3 separate regions of the Sus scrofa genome follow, and regions 2 and 3 are each linked to region 1. The links are chromatin contacts, called in public HiChIP or PLAC-seq maps. All regions are on one chromosome and are shown on one strand. The core of a region is the stretch at or near the end of the contact, and the rest is flanking DNA. Distances in the headings are between cores, read along the strand shown.

Region 1 (2,700 bases), core at 45-2,544:
GCAGCCACATTAAAGCCAAAACACATCTTTCCACATTAAATATTTGGTATTTAAACAAGAAGAACTAAAGTTAGAGGAAGAACATTTTTCTTCTAAAAAGGTTGAATTTAGGAGAGTTCCCATCGTGGCTCAGCGGAAACAAATCTGAGTAGTATTCATGAGGACACAGGTATGATCCCTGGCCTCGCTCAGTGGGTTAAGGATCCATTGTTTCGGTGAGCTGTGGTGTAGGTCGAAGACGTGGCTTGGATCTGGTGTGGCTGTGGCTGTGGTGTAGGCTATCGGCTATGACTCTGATTCAGCCCTTAGCCTGGGAACCTCCATATGTTGCCAGTGCGACCCTAGAAAGACAAAAAAAAAAAAAAAAAAAAAAAAAAGGTTGACTTTGAGTTTCTTTACCTTCACACTGTTGCTTCCTAATCCTCTTTTCTGCTGCCCAGAATAGTCTGGAAATTACCGTCTCTAATTAAAGAAGCATTCTGGACAGTAGATGTAAGTGTGTATATGTGTGTGTGTGTGCATTTTAATTTGATTAATTATTAAGTAATGTTTACTAAGCTGTAAAGGAATGTCTATTTTGTTTAGAATTCTAGAACATAAAATGGTCCACTTAAGCCCTGCTTTGTCCTGGATAGTACCTTTTCTTTAGCAGAATTTGAATTTTGCTTATAGGTGGGTTCCCTTTTCATACATTTTACTGCAGAGTTTAACCTTTCTTCCTTCCATCCTTTCAGCTTTTTGCCTCAGCTTGAGTTAGCTGTTCTGCTTAGAGATCTTGAGTTCTTGACATAGACTTGGTCTCTGGAGAAACAGAAGACGCAGGTTTCATTGTGACTAATGTAGAGTGGTTGCTTTGGGGAAACTTCTTGCAAAAGGAATATATCACTTGTTGTTGAAGGAGGAAGAACATCTGTAATCTATATAATTTCATCTCTAGAGAACTGAAAGGAGTGTTAGTCAAAGCAAATTATACTTTTCTGAATAAATCAATTTCTGAATATAGTTTTCCAGTAATCCTTCTTTTTGTTCCCTTTGGGATAATTATCTGCAGATACATTTCACAGTTCTGAATCACAGGGGGAATGTTCTTAATGCCCAAATAGTTGAGGCTTCAGAGTTGTTGATACAAGTGTAATCTGTTACCTTTGATAGAAATTGAGTTTTATACTCTGATCTCATTTTTCTCTAGTTATACTCCTTCATGTTGTGATGCCTCTAGTCAAAGAAGGTTGGCTCTGAGAACACTAGATTATAGTATTTGGAGAAGAGCCTCAGCATCTGAACAGAAGCCAGCTGCAGCACTGCAGTAGACACTGACTAACCAGTTCCTCATTTGATGAACACTTGCTGCACAAAGTGTAAGACCAGATATCCTAATCCCTTGAGTACAGAGGGTCTCCTGCTGCTTTTATTATTCACTCTTGTGAGCCAGCCAAATTCCTTCTCAATTTCCCTTCTGAAGTTTCAGTTCACTATCAAGTACCCATCCTAATAGATAGGAGATGTGTTTCACTGATGGAAAAACAAACCCTGTAGAACCACCTTGCTTCATTAGAGAGAGTATGAGGCTGATTGTAAAATGCCTCAAGATAATCAAAGATGCAGGAAATAAAGCTCTCTTATCTTTGGGTACTACTTAGTATTTGAAATTCTGTCAGCTATTTTTAGATAAAATCAGATTACCAGTTTCTCTTCATTGATACTTAATATTGAAATTTAGTGTTTTGGGGGGAGGCATCACTTTCTTCTGGAAAGTGTTTTGTAACTAAGTGCATGTCAATCTGGAGATGAGTATGGTAGGAAGAGTTTAAGGAGAATGGCAGCCTCATGCTGATGGCTGATAATGGATAATGCTGGCAAAACTCCGGCTAATGTTTGGCTTAGTTCAGAATCTTTTTCAAGGTGAGCCTTTTGCAACTACACAGTTAGGTCGAAGTTGGAAAGAGAATTTTTAAGCTTCCATAATTTCAATTTATCAAACCTTTTTTTCCTTGAACTTTTGGCTTAGGATAAAGCTATTAAGTAAAATTCTGAATTTAATAAAAAGCAAAATGATTTTTTTCAAGTACAGCAAAGTTTTGTTTTTATATGATTATAATAACTAAGACAAAAACAAAAATGTGTTAATTAGAAAAATGAAAATTGGCTATTAAAGAATTTTCTTTTTTATAAAAAGATACATTTAAATGATGGGAAATACACCAGAATTAACTCTGTCTCCTTCTCTCTTAACTCTTCACTTTAGAGAAGCAGTCTATAGAATTATAAGCTTAGGAGTTCTCATCGTGGTTCAGTGGTTAACGAATCCAACTAGGAACCATGAGGTTGAGGGTTTGATTCATTCAGTGGGTTAAGGGTCCAGCATTGCCGTGAGCTGTGGTGTAGGTCGCAGACACGGCTCGGATCCTGAGTTGCTGTGGCTCTGGCGTAGGCCTAGGCCGGTGGCTACAGCTCCAATTAGACCCCTAGCCTGGAAACCTCCATATGCTGTGGGTTCAGCCCTAAAAAGACAAAAGAAAAATGTTAAATAAAAATCATAAATATTTTCTAGTTGGCTGTTTTCTATTTTGTAAAACTTAACATTTCCAGTTGTAAATGGTACCACTAAAGGAATTTTCTGTGCCTTACAGTTTCCTCTCAGCCTTTTGCTCAGCTATTTCAGATATGTAACCATTATCTTAATCTAATAATGGTTTTAAT
Region 2 (2,700 bases), core at 128-2,627, 150 kb before region 1:
CAATCTGCAGTTATTTACTTGTCTTATTTTTTGCATCCTGCACTAGAATATAAGCCTCTCAAGAAAAAAAACAAGGTTCTTGTCTATTCTGTTGACAGGATATCCCCAGCTTCCGACACAGGGTCTGCCAAGTAGTAGATGCCCAGCAACTGTTCTGTTGAATATTGGAAGCATGGTAAAAATGGTTGTTGATCATCTTGAACAGATTTCATCATTTAGTTTTTATTTAATACTTCCTATTTGTAAGGATACCTTATGATTGTGTATCCCATATCACATTTTCTTAGAGAGCAATGACTGTGTTGGAGTTTCAGTAGTTTTTCCTTTAAGACCTCCTTTATTTATTTTTTAATGTGACCAAAGTGGGACCTTTTGTTTATTTTTTTACGTATGATTTTTTTCCATTCTAGTTTTTTTACAGTATTCTGTCAAATTCTACTGTACAGCAAAATGACCCAGTCATACATATGTACATTATTCTTTTTTTCACATTATCCTCCATCATGTTCCATCACAAGTGACTAGATACAACTCCTTGTGCTGTAAAGCAGGAACTCTGCTTATCCACTCCAAATGCAGTAGTTTGCATCTATAAACTCCAAACTCCCAGTCCTTCCCACTCCCTCCCTCTCGGCGACCACAAGTCTATTCTCCATGTCCATGATTTTCTTTTCCATGGAAAGGTTCATTTGTGCTATATATTAGATTCCAGATGCAAGTGATATCATATGGTGTTAGGCTTTCTCAGACCTCCTTTCGTTTAAAAGTTAATAAAGAACAAATTCTTATTTGGCAGGGTGAGCTAGTGGTGAAAGCACCACTTTCAGACCTAGAAGTCACTTGGGGCCCGGTGCCCTCCTTACAAGCTCTGTGACCTTAGACCAAATCACTAAACCTCTTCCATTCTGTAACACAGAGAAGTGACAGTGCCTAACTTCATGGATTGTTGTGAGTACTGAATGGCAATGTAAATTTCTTAGCATAGTACCCAGCACATGGGGAGGGAGTGTTCTGTATGTTAGCTACAACTAATAAATCTATTTGATGGACACTGAAAATAGTGAAATAGATTTTTAAGCTGTTGGCTAACCACCTTCCCCCTTCTGTCTTTTTAGGGCCACACCCACAGCATATGGAAGTTCCCAGTCTAGGAGTTGGAGCTACAGCTGCTGGCCTTTGCCAAAGCCACAGCAACACAGAATCTGAGCTGCATCTGTGACCTACACCACAGCTTACTGAAACACTAGATCCTTAACCCACTGAGCGAGGCCAGGGATCGAACCTCATGGAAATTAGTCAGGTTCATTACCACTGAGCCGCAAGGGGAACTCCCCCCCCCTTTTAATGGCTACTTGGCATATGGAAGTTCCTGGGCCAGGGATTGAATCTGAGCTGCAACTGTGACCTATACCACAGCTGCAGCAACACTTGGTCCTTTCACCCACTGTACCAGGCCAGGGGTGAAACCCACATTTTCCATAGTGACCCAAACCACTGCAGATTCTTAACCCACTGCAGCACAGCAGGAACTCTAATAGGCCATTTTTAAGAAATGTCTACAGTGTTCATTCAGACTGCCAAGACCCATTTTGAAAGCTTTATCTTCTACTTGATGAATTATCTTCAACTTGAAATTTAAGAATTAACTGAAACTTTTATGAGAAAAATGCCTATAGGGAGATGACACTATTGCTTTGTAATTTTAAAGCATAAGTATAATTTTTATTATTTTTTGCTAATCAGAAGTATATAGTCTGGAATGCATGCTGATTGTCACGCCATAAATCACCAGTACGGAATTTATTGTGACATTGTTCATACTTCAGATTTTGAGCACCTACCATGTACTGGCCATGGGTGTGTACACTGCAGAGCAAGTGGTATGGTCCTGGGGTTTACATCTTACCAAGAGGTCCACGTGAGTAGGTGGAAGCAAACTGGCAATTACGGTACACAGTGTGCACTGGGCAGTGATGGGGTGTTGTGAGAGCATGTCAGGAGGCATAAAGCAGGCTGCTTGAGCGGAGAAGAGATGCATAGGAGACTGAGGACAGAGGTTTTCCAGGATGAGGTGATACCTAAACAGTCTCCCAAGATGAGCAGGTATTTGCCCATTGGTAGGAGGGGGTTTTGACAGAGTCTCTATTTTTATTATTTTATTCCTTGAGCTAATTGTAGGGTATTTAAGAAACATGTTGAAAGAATAGTCTGCATTCCATATAGGTGTAAGTCAGTTATTGCATATTCTCCTAAAAGACTGAGAGTGAGCTATTCACTTACAAGTGTGTGGGGCTCTGCTGAAAAAGATTCAGGTTGAAACCAGAAGTATCTAGCCCCTAGCCAAAGTTTCCTGCTGGGCAGTCTGCCCAAGCTTCTGACTGACTTGTGGTGAAATCACTAATGATCTGGGTTTTCTGAGCAGTGAAGCAGGGATCCCACCATCTTTCTACTGGGAGTCTTCCTTGAGTTCTCTCAGGTGTATATCTAGAGAGAAAAAATTACTGTGGCTCTGGAAAAAAATTTTTTTTGTTCTACAAACATCTCAGTTGCTGTTGTATTATACATGTGTCCATTTTGTATTTTCCTTTGAAGATTATGCTTACTATTATTCCCTGTAACTGCTTCTTGTTTTTTAGGGCCACACCTGCGGGGTATAGAGGTTCCCCATCTAGGGATGTAATCAGAGCTGTTGCTGCCAGC
Region 3 (2,700 bases), core at 112-2,611, 260 kb before region 1:
GCTTTCTAATCAAAGTTTAGAAACTACTGCTCTGGTCCAAGTATGTCATTCTACAGATGGGGAGACTGAGGCACAGAGATGGTGAGAGTTTATCCATCCTTCCTCAGACATACTTGTCCTCACACCAGAGACAGGCTGGGGCTGAAGGAGAAAGGAGGGAACATGCCTCAAGGTGACTGGGAAGGCCAAGGTCAATTACTGTTGGAGAACCATTTCCTGGTGCCTCCTCTGTGCTCTGGGTATGCAGAAGGTATATGCCAAACCTCTGGAAGATCAGCTTCCAGAAGAGAGACAGAGGGCCATTCAGGCTCCTTTCCCCCTCGCTCTCTGGCTCAGGTTGGGCCCAGCCAAGGGCAGACCCTGGCTGGAGACTGGACTGGACAGTGGGGTTGGGAGAACTTGCCCTCCATCTTGGCTGGTCACTAGTTTGGCCACAGGCCTCCAGGAAGGACAGACAGCCTTTCCCACACACCTGTCTCCTGAGGCCAGAAACTGCTCCCTCCCCTCAGCCATTCTGGAGCTCAGCTGTGCTGTTCTGCATTCTCCCTTCTTAATTCCCTTAGACCTTTGTAAATAGTCCCTTAAAAACAAAACAAAAACAAAGCCTCCCCTCAGGAGTTCCCTTCGTGGCTTAGTGGTTAACGAAACCGACTAGCATCCATGAGGATATGGGTTCAATCCCTGGCCTCACTCAGTGGGTTAAGGATCTAGCATTGCCATGAGCTGTAGTGTAGGTCGCAGACGCAGCTCAGATCTGGCGTTGCTGTGGCTGTGGTGTAGGCCAGCAGCTACAGCTCTGATTCAACCCCTAGCCTGGGAACTTCCATATGCCGCAGGGGCAGCCCTAAAAAGCAAAAATAAATAAAAATTAAAATTAAAAACTCACTTCAATTTACCCATTTTGGGCATGCCATCTATCTCCTTTGACAGTCCCAGTAACTGATACAACCATCTCCGTTTCCACATTACCACCTGTATAATTATTACCTATCACTATTATTAGTAGTAGTTTTAAATTGACCAAATTTTGCTTATTATGTTTATCATTATTTGTTTATTGTTATTACTATTATTTATCACCCTAAGGAATCCTATCCATTGAATCACAATGCTCTGGTAGCTATGTTTTTCCTAATCCTCATTACAATGAATTCATTACTAGTAAATTAAAATGTTTCACCTATATGCTAGCTACTGTCTACTTGCACATGGCCCCACATTTAGGAAATGGTGACACTGCAGAAGGAAGGGCTCCCCTGGTCAGATAAACAGAGCACAGGGACCTCAGAGGGAAGAGTAGTGAACTCCCAGAGGAAGTGACATTTGTGCAGCATTAGGACTAATGAGCGGTATTGCATCAGAAGAAAAGCCGGGGTTGGGGGGAGGAAGAAGCACGAGGAAAGCCTCAGAGGAGGAAGATGCAGGGACAGCTGGGACTGGCAGCTGCCAAGAGTGCCTTGGGGGTCCTGATGGGAGCTGAGCCTGCAGCGGCAGGTCAAAGTCAAATTTTGAAGTTACTGGAATGTCACACTAAGGGGTTTAGACTCTCTACCGTGCATAGTTCCAAAGGCTGTTTATGTGTGTTCTGGGGAGTAAGTAGCCTGCGGAGCCAATTAAGTTTGGGAAATTATGAGTTCAACAAAGGTAAATGGTTTCTGTACTACAGGACTTGTCAGAGTCTTTTCTATGCTCGAAAACATCAGCTCTCTCCAAGATCAATTTACCATCTCTCCTCAATTCTGTGAAGCTGTTTTTTAATAAGGGTCAGCAAGCTTTGATGGCAAAGGCCAGATAGTCGATATTTTGGGCTACATAGGCCACGTGTGGTCTGTCCTGCATACTCCTTTTTTTTTCCCTTAAACTCTTCAAAAACTATTCTTAGCTCATGAACTAGACAAAAACAGGCCAAGGGCCATATCTGGCCATGGATATCGTTTACCAAACTGTGGATTATAAAATATGCCATGGAATATAGTGTTTCCCAAACTCTTGTGACTTGAGGCCCTTTTTTTCTTCAGAGCATCTCAAAGATGTTCTGAGAAACCCAATTTGGGGAAGACCACTGTGGAAGCTGGCGGGCCCAGGCCTGGGAAAGAAGAGGTGCCCCAACCTGGATTCTCTCGGTCTTCTTGTGCATGGTCTCCATGTCATTGTTGAGCTCCGTCACATACGTGAACCGAGCGAAGTTCTTCTCCTCCTTGGCCAGAAACTCTTCAATGAGCTGATTCAGGTTCCCATTCTCAATCAGCTTCAGCAGCCGGAGATGAGCCACTTCGTAGCTCTCAAAACTCTCACCCTTGTTCTTCTTCCTGTGCTTCTTTGACTTGAGAGCTGGAAAAGGAAGAGCTGGCCACCATGAGTGTGAAAGGGAAGCTGCTCAGAGCCATGCCCGGTGGAGGTATGCATGCCCCTTGGGGAGGGGGCTAAACTTTCCCAAGAGATGGAGCGGGACCTCCCCTCCTTAGTCCCACTTCACAAGTATCAAATTGAGCACCTGCTCTGTGCCAGACATTGTGCTGGGCTCTGTAGATAAAAAATCCCTGCTCCATGGAGCTTTTGGCAGAGGAACCAGCCACAAAGAGAACAGAGAGAGAGAGATATTCAAGTAAACAGAAAAAGAAATCCAATAATTACCATTGTGGCCTAGGACATGGAGGAGATGTAACATGTGCTGTGATGGGGGAGCTTGGTGGCTGGGGA

Evidence for each region. HiChIP or PLAC-seq counts read pairs in DNA pulled down with a chosen protein or histone mark.
Region 2: an H3K27ac HiChIP or PLAC-seq map of alveolar macrophages shows a contact between it and region 1. The contact joins two enhancer-like sites. A contact is called at or near these places in 1 of 47 Hi-C or Micro-C datasets (epiblast stem cells) and 1 of 2 datasets of contacts at active chromatin or transcription factors (alveolar macrophages).
Region 3: a contact with region 1 is called in an H3K27ac HiChIP or PLAC-seq map of alveolar macrophages. The contact joins two enhancer-like sites. A contact is called at or near these places in 1 of 47 Hi-C or Micro-C datasets (epiblast stem cells) and 1 of 2 datasets of contacts at active chromatin or transcription factors (alveolar macrophages).

The regions. Positions count from the first base shown.
Region 1 is chr14:31,928,020-31,930,719 of Sscrofa11.1, reverse strand. All of the region lies in intron 1 of PPTC7 (protein phosphatase PTC7 homolog), which reads left to right. Among named protein-coding and RNA genes, the nearest start is that of PPTC7, 17 kb to the left of the region's middle. Within about 2 kb of position 1,294, at least 6 of the 83 cell types and tissues checked have an H3K27ac peak or open chromatin away from gene starts, as enhancers often do. A contact at or near this core is called in alveolar macrophages, where this site is marked.
Region 2 is chr14:32,082,563-32,085,262 of Sscrofa11.1, reverse strand. All of the region lies in intron 1 of PPP1CC (protein phosphatase 1 catalytic subunit gamma), which reads left to right. Among named protein-coding and RNA genes, the nearest start is that of PPP1CC, 7.4 kb to the left of the region's middle. Within about 2 kb of position 1,377, at least 2 of the 83 cell types and tissues checked have an H3K27ac peak or open chromatin away from gene starts, as enhancers often do. A contact at or near this core is called in alveolar macrophages, where this site is marked.
Region 3 is chr14:32,183,927-32,186,626 of Sscrofa11.1, reverse strand. It overlaps CCDC63 (coiled-coil domain-containing protein 63), which reads right to left. Exons shown (of 13, transcript XM_021072528.1): 8 at 2,111-2,331. Among named protein-coding and RNA genes, the nearest start is that of MYL2, 28 kb to the left of the region's middle. Within about 2 kb of position 1,361, at least 2 of the 83 cell types and tissues checked have an H3K27ac peak or open chromatin away from gene starts, as enhancers often do. A contact at or near this core is called in alveolar macrophages, where this site is marked.